Linked DNA regions of Sus scrofa: region 1 is linked to region 2. The links are chromatin contacts, called in public HiChIP or PLAC-seq maps. All regions are on one chromosome and are shown on one strand. Each heading gives the region's core, a stretch centred on a gene start, on an enhancer-like site or on the middle of the called end of the contact. The rest is flanking DNA. Distances are from core to core; before and after follow the strand shown. Region 1 has its middle 28 kb from the start of AHCTF1. Region 2 has its middle 26 kb from the start of CDC42BPA.

Evidence for each region. HiChIP or PLAC-seq counts read pairs in DNA pulled down with a chosen protein or histone mark.
Region 1: a contact with region 2 is called in an H3K27ac HiChIP or PLAC-seq map of skeletal muscle. The contact joins two enhancer-like sites. A contact is called at or near these places in 1 of 5 promoter capture datasets (liver), 14 of 47 Hi-C or Micro-C datasets (alveolar macrophages, fetal heart ventricle, heart right ventricle and 6 more) and 2 of 2 datasets of contacts at active chromatin or transcription factors (alveolar macrophages and skeletal muscle).

Annotation. Positions count from the first base shown.
Region 1 is chr10:15,011,253-15,017,128 of Sscrofa11.1, forward strand. No RefSeq gene overlaps it. Among named protein-coding and RNA genes, the nearest start is that of AHCTF1, 28 kb to the right of the region's middle. Within about 2 kb of position 1,294, at least 33 of the 83 cell types and tissues checked have an H3K27ac peak or open chromatin away from gene starts, as enhancers often do. A contact at or near this core is called in alveolar macrophages, retroperitoneal adipose tissue and skeletal muscle, where this site is marked.
Region 2 is chr10:14,963,866-14,969,562 of Sscrofa11.1, forward strand. No RefSeq gene overlaps it. Among named protein-coding and RNA genes, the nearest start is that of CDC42BPA, 26 kb to the left of the region's middle. Within about 2 kb of position 1,681, at least 15 of the 83 cell types and tissues checked have an H3K27ac peak or open chromatin away from gene starts, as enhancers often do. A contact at or near this core is called in alveolar macrophages, retroperitoneal adipose tissue and skeletal muscle, where this site is marked.

The DNA of each region.
Region 1 (5,876 bases), core at 44-2,543, 47 kb after region 2:
GCAATATCTCCTGGCTCAGACTTCACTAGTTTGCAGCACTTCCAGAATGTACATAAGAGTATATTCACAGCACATTTTACAATTCAAACAAAATGTCCAGTGTGGGCCTGATATGTACAATGTGTGTGCAAATCCATTGCTATGTGGCAGGAAGGGGGACCCCCTCCCAGGGCCCCGGCATGGGCTCTTGTCTGACTCTCAGGACTGAGTTGTCCAAGGAGACACCCGTGCTGAGAAAGCACGAGACCTACTGGGAAGGGGCGCCCGGGGTCCAGAGCAGCAGGAGAAGGAACCCAGGAGAACGGCTCAGCCACGAGGCTCACAGCCTCAGATTTTATGGGAATGGGGTTAGTTTCCGGGCTGTCTCTGGCCAGTCGTCTTGCTCGGCCTGTATTCAGTCTGGCTCAGGGTCCTTTCTGGTGCCACCTGCACCTCTCGGCCAAGATGGATTCCAGCGCCAAGGATCCTGGGAGGTTGGTTGTCTCCCCCTCCCGTAGGCCCCTCCCAAATCCTCCTGGTTAGTCTTCAGGGCTGCACCGCGTACCTTATCAGGGCCTGCCACTGTGACACAACGCTTGCAAGTGGCTATTACTGTGACTAGTCAACGTGGTGGCTCCAGTCGATGGTTCCCGGTAGATATAAACAAAAATATTGGAAAAAGTCTACATCGAGATGTTCAGTGAGCACTCCAGGATGATGGATTATGGATACTTTTTATTTCATTCGTTATACTTTTCTGGGTTTCCCCCAATTTTTCCATAATAAATAGGTCTTTTTATAACCAAAAAATGTTAATAAAGTGACAAGCTTGTTGGGTCAAAATGGTCATTTAAAGACAGTTCTCCGGAGGCCAGCTCTCCAAGAATTTATGTCACGCAGATAATTACACCACCTGTTACACTTGTGCGAAAACAGGACATGGAGAGCGTGGGATCTGGAATGCAGAAAGATTGTTACACGCATCAGATCTAGTTCAAACTAGCACAGCAGGGAGAGCTACCGAAAAATGAGCCAGAGCCCACCCTGGGGCACCCTGCTCACTTCCCCTGCCCACTGGGTGCCCCTGAGGAGATGTGGGCACTGGGTGTTCTCAGCAGCCTGCAGGAACGGCCTGTCCTTCTGTTCAGGTTTATTCAGAAGCCCCAGCAGCTTCTGGGTTTTTGTAGCCATTTTTCCCAATAGGAACAGGCCCGGAGGCAAAAACAAAACCAAACCAAACCACTGAAAGAGCCCTTAAAAGCCTAGAAAGGAAGAAAGGACAATGGAACGTGATGTAAGGGCAACTAAACAGCCAGTGACTCAGCGCTTCAGCGCCATCAACACCAGCTGCAGTCCGAGATGGCAGCCGCAGTGGCAGCTCGCAGACACACACACACACACACACACACACACACACACACACACACACACACACACACACACAGAGGCAGTGCAAACATCGCCTGGAGAGCAAAAATTCAGGCTCTTGGACGGTGCTTGGAGGCAAGGCACAGAATCAAAGATTTCTGGAGCTGTACACTTGGCAGAATGTATAAGGATGTTGCATGGTTTTGTTTGTTTGGGGGTTTTGTTTGTTTGTTTTTGTATTTTTAGAGCCGCACCCACAGCATGTGGAAGTTCCCAGGCTAGGGGTGGAATCAGAGCTGCAGCTGCCAGCCACAGCCACAGCAATGCCAGATCCCAGCCACGTCTTCGACCTACAGCACAGCTCAAGGCAATACCAGATCCTTAACCCATGCGCGAGGCCAGGGATCAAACTCTCATCTTCAGGGATACTAGTCAGATTCATTACTGCTGATACTGCTGAGCCATAGTGGGAACTCCAAGTATGTTGCGTATTAATTCAGCTTTCCAGTAACATCTTTTATTTTCATTCCCTAAGGAGCAGGACATGTATCCCTGGGGTCAATTTCTCCAAACTGGAACCAGGATCCACCTGCAAGCATGTCTCTCTCGCCTAGCTCTGACACGTCACAGGATGAAGTCTGATCAGCTTGGTGGAGTTCAGTGTCGGTTTCTCAGGAAGACTGGGCTGGGGAGGGGGGTGCAATTCTCACCCTTTGTGAGTCATGGGTGGAGGGGGGACTACAGCTGGGAGTGGGACTCTGTCCCATGGAATTTTGCAATCAAATACTCTACCCCTGAGCTATACCCCCGAGTCCCATGGAATTTTGACTCAGGCAGTAACTCCGTCTACAAATGTGTCATCTTCTGCACAGACACATTTCTTCATGATTTTAATTTTTTCCACTAGAGTTGGTTTAGAGCATTCTGTCAGTTTCTACTGTGCAGCAAAGCGACCCAGTCACACATATATACACATTCTTTTTCTCACATTATCCTCCATCATGTTCCATCATAAGCGACCAGACAGAGCTCCCTGTGCTCTACAGCAGGAGCTCATTGCTTATCCACTCCAAATGCATCCATTAACAACACAGATGAATTTTTTTAACTCAGCCTGTACCACGAGTCAGAGTCCTTGAAGTGACCTCTCCCTTGGAGCTGGTTTGGGTTGGTCCCTGCTCCTGCCGGCGGCTCCTCAACCACAGGACCCGCCCTGTAGACCCCTGCAGATTAGGGGTCTGAGGCCTGCCCATCACCATTAACCACCACACCCACACATGTGACTAGCACCGCTCCTAGGATGTGGTCCAAAAGCAACTTTTTGTCACCCACCGCTCCTTCAAATGTGTTCCGTGAGCTCTTCCCTGCCATTAGACTAAACACCATGGGCTCCAGACCTTTCCCGCTCTCTCTGGAGTATGGGATCAGTCTATGGACAGATGTTTAAATCACAAAACATAGTCTCATTTCAGAAACGAGGTGTCCGGGCTAAGCATCCAGAGGATGAATGCGGCAATCTTCATCCAAGGTGGGGTTTCACGGCGCTCCCCACGCCCAGCCTGCAGGTAGGAGCAGAGGTCAGGGCACAGCAGGCTCTCTGAGGCCCTGGCAGATGGTAAAAGGGACGCCTTCTTGGGTCTGATTTTTGTTTCAGGCTCAGGATGCCCTCCTTCTCCTGCCGGCTGCCCCTCCCTCACCTTCTCAGACCAACTCCCGGATCAAATTTAGAAGGTCTCCTGGCCTGCTCTCTCCATCAGGAGGCCCACAGTGGTTGGTTCCTGCTCTTAAACGAAGCCCTATTTCCTCTTTCTCCACCTATTCCCCCAGCCATGGCTGGAGCCTCCCCAGGAGTTCCCCCAAGTGAGGGTCTCAGGCTGGTTCTCCTCTTGTAACGTGATGGAGGTTACACCCCCCCCCAATGCCACCCCTCTTAGGGGGGCAATCCAGTCCTAACTTTCCCCACAAATTCCCCTGCTCCATTTTCTCTTTCTTCCTTCTTCCCTCCCTCCCTCCCTTCATTTTTGGGTGCACCTGTGGCACATGGAAGTTACCAGGCCAGTGGCTGAATCCAAAGCCATAGCTGCGACCCACACTGCAGCTGCCACAACGCTAGATCCTCACCCTGAGCCCTCTGGGAGCAAACCCTCCAAAGTAACCCTAACCGAGGCAGTCAGATACTTAACCCACAGCAGGAACGCCTTCCATTTTCCTGATCCTTCCATACCCCTTCACGGATCAGTGTTTTTTCCATTTTTTTTCGTTTTTTGCTTTTTAGGGCCACACCTGTGGCATATGGAAATTCCCAGGCTAGGGGTCAAACCAGAGCTGCAGCCGCCGGCCTGCACCACAGCTCACAGCAACACCGGATCCTTAACCCGCTGAGCGAGGCCAGGGATTGAACCCACATCCTCATGGATCCTAGTCGGGTTCATTACCTTTGAGCCACAACAGGAACTTCCAGCCAGGTTTGTTTCCTCTTGGACTCATTCCTGTCACTAAAACTAGGTCTAATTGGATTTTCTTCCTTTTCTCTACTAAGGCACGGAGAGCCCCATTAACTTCCTAATACTGCTAGAGAGTCTTTCTATTATGGTAGAAATTAAGCCGAACTTGCCATTCTTAAAAACATTTAAATTTCCACGCAAGTCCCCTTGACCTGGTTTTCTTGGTGCTATTGGAGCACAGAATCCCTGAGCCTGACACCTTTGACTCAGGGCAGCCAGAGGACGGGAAGACACCAGTGTCAAAGGCCAGTGGACTCTTGAATCTGAGGAGGCACAGAACCAGAGAAGAGCCGTTTCTCTCTGCCCCAGTTCACAAGTTACAGGGGAGAGAAGTTGCCAAACACTAGTCTTGCTTCTTTTTTTTTGGTCATGCCAGAGCATGTGGAAATTCCCAGACCAGGGATCAAACCCATGCCACAGCAGTGACCCAAGCTGTGGCAACACCAGATTCTTAACCCGCTGCACCAAAAGAGAACTCCTAGCCTAGCTTCCTTTAAAAAACATCAGCTTAGGAGCATATAGCCATGAAGAAGTGGAAATTGTATTCTAATTTAAAGAAATGCAGGAGTTCCCAATGTGGCTCTGCAGGTTAAGAACCTGACTTCTATCCAAGAGGATGCAGGTTTGATCCCTGGTCTTGCCCAGTGGGTTAAGGATCCAGCGTTGCTGTGAGCTGTGGTGTAGGTGGCAGATGCGGCTCGGGATCTGGCGTTGCTGTGGCTGTGATGTAGGCCAGCCCCTGTAGCTATGAATTGACCCCTAGCCTGGGAACTTCCATATGCTAAAGGTGTGGCCCTAAAAAAGAAAAAAAAAAGAAAAAAAGAAATGCATTTGATTTGATTTTGGATAAATGACAGCTCTGTGAGAGAGAAGTGATAAATTATATATTTTAACATCCCAATTTAGAAAATCAGTGAAGCAAAAAGCTATGCTAAGGAGTGTTAGAAAAACATCTTCAAATCCACCTGAGCCCTCTTAGGCTGACATAATAGTTATCCCCAGTCCGAAGGTAGCAGGGCTTCCTGCAACCAAAAGTAAGTTGCATTACAAGTCTGACTTTCCATGCAGTCTTACTCTGGACAGATGTCCCAGGTCGCAATCTACCCCGTGGGGGCTGATAAGGACCTAATGGTCCTACTAGGCGAACTTAGATCTCTCTGAGCTTGTTTCAATGGGCAAAGACTATCCCTCTGCCCCCAAACAGTTATGTCTATTACAATATCACCATCTAATGGCAAGGTGCATTAAAACATAAATGTAACCTAGTCCAAGGGCCCCTGGCGAATAGTTATAATGTATCTCTCTGTCTCTCCGTATAAGTCACCAAATGGAACCCATAGTTCATAAAACATGGCCCCAGAGCTGAGATTCCTGGTAGGGGAATGTCTCTAATTTGACCACATTAAAAAAAAAAAAAAAAAAGATTGTGTAAACATCAGAGAGAACTACAAGATTTCTTTCTTTCTTTTTTTTTTTTTTCCTGCCTTTTCTTGAGCTGCTCCCGAGGCATATGGAGGTTTCCGGGCTAGTGGTCGAATTGGAGCTGTAGCCACCAGCCTACGCCAGAGCCACAGCAACAGGGGCAGGATCCGAGCCGCGTCTGCGACCCACACCACAGCTCATGGCAACGCCGGATCCTTAACCCACTGAGCAAGGCTAGGGATGGAACCCGGAACCTCATGGTTCCTAGTCGGATTCGTTAACCACTGCACTGCGACGGGAACTCCAAACACCACAAGATTTCTAAAACACTCTCAAAGTGTGCAAGGTAAGAGAGGAGTGTTATTTTAGGAGATGTTGTTTCAACTTTCGTATACAATGAAAATTTAGTAACAGAAGGATTTGTACAATACAGTGTGTGTATAATGCATTATTATCTTACAGCAAGGGGGATACAAAATTAAACCACAACCCTATGCAGACTGCTATTCACTGCTCTAAAAATAAAGCCCCACACCAAAAATTAAGTTTGAATTGCTGTAGATGAAAACAATAACGTATCATTAACCCTTTGCTCTCTGTTCG
Region 2 (5,697 bases), core at 431-2,930:
TAAGTGGACCTAGGCTCTCCTTCAATCACTGGCTTCTGGGAGGGAAAACTGGCTCAGATCTGGAAACTAGGTGAGTGGCCGTGACTTTCCACTTCTGCAGTCAACGTTTACCCTCTGCTCACTAAAACTCACCAAGAGTTTTCTTGCTTATATAAGTGAAGTAACCTCTTAGTTAGCTGCCCATCTTACCTCCCTAGGATTGCTGCGGTTTATTTTGCTTTTTTTTTTTCTTTTCTTTTTAGGGCCGCGAGTGCGACATATGGAGGTTCCCAGGCTAGGAGTTGAATCGAGCTACAGCTGCCAGCCTACACATCAGCAACACAGGATCCTTAACTCAGTGAGCAAGGCCAGGGGTCGAACCCGCAACCTCATGGTTCCTAGTCAGATTTGTTTCTGCTGCGCCCCAGTGGGAACTCCCCATCACTGGTGAAATTCTTCATGATTAGGATGCTCCTGCCAGCCAATAGCTGTTAGCACCTCACTTAACACCACTCAGAGGTCCTTGCCAATGGAAAAGCAAGACTCCTCTGAAAGCTTCCTTTCTATGGTACTTCTGGCTCCAACTGTCTTGGCCTGGGTTCCCTAAAAAAGTAGAGCCTAAGATAAGGATTTGAATGGGAAGTGATTCCCAAGAAACAGGAATGAAGCTAGGAAGCAAAAAACAGGAGAGGAGGAAAAATTATCCAAAGGTGTGTTGTTAAGCTGTTCACGGGGCTCCATCCTGCTGGAAACTTTCTAAGGGGTCACGTAAAATGTGCCTCCAAATTGTTCACTCAGCCTCTCCCATTGGTCAATGGAACGTCTGCCCCAGGAAACAAAACTCCTTGCTGGGTTTGCACAGCCATCGTGTCAGAATGGCTGAATGGGTTTCTTTAGGTGTCCCACGGGGTACAAAGTGCGAGAAATGTGATAGAGTTGAGGTGGGATGCCATCAGGTTATACCTACGCAATGTTGGTGTCACCTACTGATGGCAGTGCCAGCCGGCTCCACTTAACCCCACGCAGCACCAGCCACGTCAGTGGCTGGAATAAAAAGATGCTCAAAATGTTGTAAGACAAGATGCGAGATGTCTCTGATAGGCCTCTTCTCCCGGAACATTGCCTCATATCATTCTCTTTGCCCAAACTTTGTATTTCATTTATCATCACTCTGATTGTCTCCTGGAAACAATCTCAGCGGGGAGTTTTCCCCCATCTGTAAAGCTTAACCCAACAGCACTCTTATTATCTAATAGCTATATCCATCCAGTTCCTCTGTGCAACTTCCTTTGTGAATTATCAGAGAACAACACTCTCCCCAGGGTGTTTCTAGTATGATTTAACTGTCCCTGGTCATAAATTATAATACATTTGTGACAAAGGTTTCTTAGGTCATGTCCCCTGAGACACACTATGAGATAGGATTGTTTGTAGGAGGTTTATTGGGGGGGAGCTGTCTTCAGGATCAGCATCCATGGGGAGAGAAGGAAGTAGGATTGGGTGGAAGGAGGAGCTGAGCTGGGATGCAACAGAAGCCAGGCTGCAGCCAAGGGGAGCTATGCATGGCCTGTCTTGTCCCACCTTGATGCAAAGCGGGTAGACCCTTGTACCTGGCGTCCGTCAGTGATTGGGTGGGGACTGGCCCCAGGGAGGGTATGTTCTTGGGCTCAGGACTGAGAGCATTTCCTGGAGAGTGACTCAGCTAAGAGTCTGGAGCCGCCAAACACTCCAGCAGCTGGGGAAATATCTCAGTTCTGAAGATCTGGGCAAGGTATCACTGCATTAACTCTAGTCCATCCTCTCTGCCGCTGGGGTTGTTTTTCTTGTAAGTTCAGTTCTGCAGACAGTTCCTCCAGGATTCTGGTTGGTTCTTCTTGTGGGAAATTTGAAAGAGGAAAGTTGGCAGAAAAACCACAACTTCTGCTACTGCAGTAACAGAGCCTGAGGCTCCAATTAACCATCTCTCCCTCCTTCTGCCTGTGCTACATTCCTCTCACGCTTGGCTGGACCTCTGTTGGTCTTGGTGCCTGACCTGGTGGGCTGAGGCCCTGGTTGCCATGCCCTTCTCAGCCTTTTTTTCCCCCTTGTTTTGGCCGCCCCATGGCATATGGAGTTCCCAGGCAACGCAGGATCCTTAACCTACTGTGCCGGGCCAGGGATCAAACCTGGGTCCCAGTGCTCCCAAGACACTGCTGATCCCATTGCACCACAATGGAAACTCCTGGCTCTGGCACCTTGCCTATTAACTCTCAAAACTGGGAAAAGTGGGAGTTCCCATTGTGACTCAACAGTAACGAATCCCAGCTAGTATCCATGAGGATGCCGGCTCAATCCCTGGCCTCGCTTAAGGTCGCAGCTCTGGCTCAGGTCCAATCCCTGGCCCACAAGTTACATATGCTGTGGGGCCGCCAAAAGAGTGGGGGAGTGGGGGGAAGAGGCATATTCTTTAATACAGGAATGTTTTTGGAAGGTACAATGGTGAACAAAAAGGAATATTTATCAACTTAGCCTGGGATGGGTTGGGATGGGAAAGCCAGAGACAGGAAAGTCTTCACAGAGGAAAAGGAGTATTTTGCTGGTGCCATAGGCTGAAGAATGTCTCCCCAAAGATGTCCCCAGTACGTGTGAATATCTTAAGTGGCAAAAGGGACCTTGCAAAAAAGGGGAGGGGGGGGAACCTTGCAGATATGATTAAGTTAACGATCTTGAGACAGGAGTGTGAGAGACGCAGAGGATGGAGGGATGCAGTGATGAGGAAGGAGCCACGGCCAAGGGACGCAGCAGTGCCCAGAGGCTGAAAAAGGCCAGGGGCAGGGGCTCTGCCTTGAGCCTCCAGAGAGAATCAGCTGCTGACTCCTTGATTTTAGCCAGGTGAATCCCATTTCAGACTTCTGACCCCCAGCACTGAAAGACAACAAATTCCTATTAAGTCCCAAAATGTATGGTAATTTGCTCCAGTAGCAAAAGGAAACAAATGCAAGGCTTCCCGGTGTACAATCTTCAAGTTCTCAGACCTCTCCTCTCGGTTCACTGGTTTCTTTCAGTGATTTTTCTCCTATTTCAGCCACTCTCTGGCTTGGTCATAGCCTAGATTTAATAATACTAATAACTGGAGTTCCCCTAGTGGTTCAGTGGAAACAAATCCGAGTAGTAACCTTGAGGTTGCAGGTTCAATCCCTGGCCTTGCTCGGTAGGTTAAGGATCCGCATTGTCATGAGCTGTGGTATAGATCGCAGACATGGCTCGGATCCTCCATTGCTAAGGTTGTGGCTGAGGCTGGCAGTTGTAGCTCCGATTGGACCCCTAGCCTGGAAACTTCCATATGCTGAGGAGGCCCCTAAAAAAAAAAAAAAAGTACTAATAATTACAAGCCCTCTGAAACTTACACTTTCAAGGATCTCTCTCTGATCACCACTTCCTGTTTTTCTAGCACTCTCTCTGGTGCCCTGATTCCAGTAATCCTTCAATCCCGCTGGATCCTCCAGTCCACTGATCCCACCACCTGTTCACTGTCCTTCAGGCGCTCATGTCCTGGTTGCCCTCCTAACCCGATTTAGATTTCTCGGGCAATCATTGTAAACATTCCCTTGCCCACACCCTAGACACCCTCGCCACTCTCTCACTCTGACTTATGTTCTTGCCAAAATTCCACCCCTGCTAACATCTAGTTTTCTGCCTACTCCTTGCCTGCAGTTGGACAGCGGAATGTGACTGAAGAAAAACACATAACTGTTCCAGGGATCCTAAATTAAACTGCCAACCGCTAACCTCCACTCGCCCTAGGGCCGCCTGGCCGTCCTAGTGCGAATCCAGCGTCCACGCCTCCACTCACACCTTCTTCTCTATCTCCCCACCCAGCACCAGGTCCTCCCTCCCCTTCAGGCCCATCTGGAGATCTCCCACGTGCTTCTCCCACCACGCTGCCCTCCTTCCTGCAGCTCTACCCACGCACGCCCTCTCACCCGCTCTGGTGACTCTGGATGAACTGCACGTGGTCCTGTCTCCAGCAAACTTCTGCGTTCTTGTGCTCGCTCCCATTCTCTTTCTCTTGCTCAAGGACACTGCTGCTTATATTGCTTCCCTCATCTCCAATGTCACTGTCTTTCCCCTCCATTTGGGGATCATCCCCAGGTTATAGCAAAGCTCCTTCAAAGACTTGTCTGTATTTGCTATGTCTGTTTTTCTCCTCCCCTTCTCTCCCTAACCTACTCTCAAGAAGCTTTCTTTCCCGCCGTCTTACTGAACTAGCTCTTATGGAGGAATTAGGAATACCACGGTGCTAAGCCCAATGGTCAGGCCCCATTGAACTTCTTTTTTCAGAAGCTTTTTTTTTTTTTTTTTTTTTTTTTGGTCTTTTTTGGGCCGCACCCAGGGCATATGGAGGTTCCCAGGCTAGGGGGCAAATCAGAGCTGTAGCTGCCAACCTAAGCCATAGCCACAGCCACTCGGGATCCAAGCCGCATTGGCGACCTACACCACAGCTCATGGCAATGCTGGATCCTTAACCCACTGAGCAGAGCCACGGATCGAACCTGAGTCCTCATGGATGCTAGACAGATTCGTTTCCGCTGAGCCATGACAGGAACTCCTCTTTCAGAAGCATTTGATGTGAACGATCATATCTTCTTTCCTGAAACACCTTTTTTTTTTTTTTTTTTTTGGCTGCGCCCACAGCATGTGAAAGTTCCTGGACCAGGGATGGAACCCACGCCACAGCTGTAACCAGAGCCACAGCAGCTCCCATTTGACCCCTCGCCTGGGAACCTCCATATGCCACGCTTGCAGCCCTAAAAAATGAAAAACAAACAAAACAAAACAAACCCATAAAACATACCAGCAGTCACATAAAAAAAAAAATGAATTCCTCATAAGCAACCTGGCAAAGAAGTAATATCCTGTGCAAAAATCAACAGTAGACACTTATTAGATTAATACCCTTTTATAATTATTACCTCAAAGAACTGGATGGTAACAGACTCCAACAAAGATTTTTTGATATCTATAGGTACATAATGGTGAAATTAGATTTTTTTTTTTGTCTTTTGTCTTTTTAGGGCCACACCACAGCATATGGAGGTTCCCAGGCTAAGGGTTGAAAGGGAGCTACACCTGCCGACCTACGCTACAGCCACAGTAACGGGGGATACTAGCTGCATCTGCAAACTGCATCACAGCTCATGACAACTCTGGATCCTTAACCCATTGAGCAAGGCCAGGGATTGAACCCACATCCTCATGGATAATTGTCAGGTTCGTAACCTACTGAGCCACAGTGGGAACTCCCAAGTTTCTCCCGTTTTCAAAAATACTCATGTTATAAACTAGTACACTGGATATTTTTACAAAACTCCAGGCCTAAGTCTTTTCAACAAGTTATAGGGTCACTAGTTTCTAAATTTAGACTTTATGTAAAGGACCAACATACTTCAGGCAAGGGGCAGGGGGAGTGATCACAGTCGTTCGGTTTTAGCTCAACAAGAAAACAATGCAAAACAACTTCAAGCTATTAGCAGCGTTTATCAATCATTCATGAGTCCTTGGTTCCTTAGACAAAAGCCAGCCAGAGCCTATGCTGCACTGTCTAATATAGACACAGGGCACTCAAGTTTCTGTGGAGCACTCTTTGACCATGAACATCAGAATGGGTCCAAGTTCAATCCTAGGGAAATTCATATGCACGTGAGTTAAGGCACACCGTCATTGGAGTGTCAGAGGTAA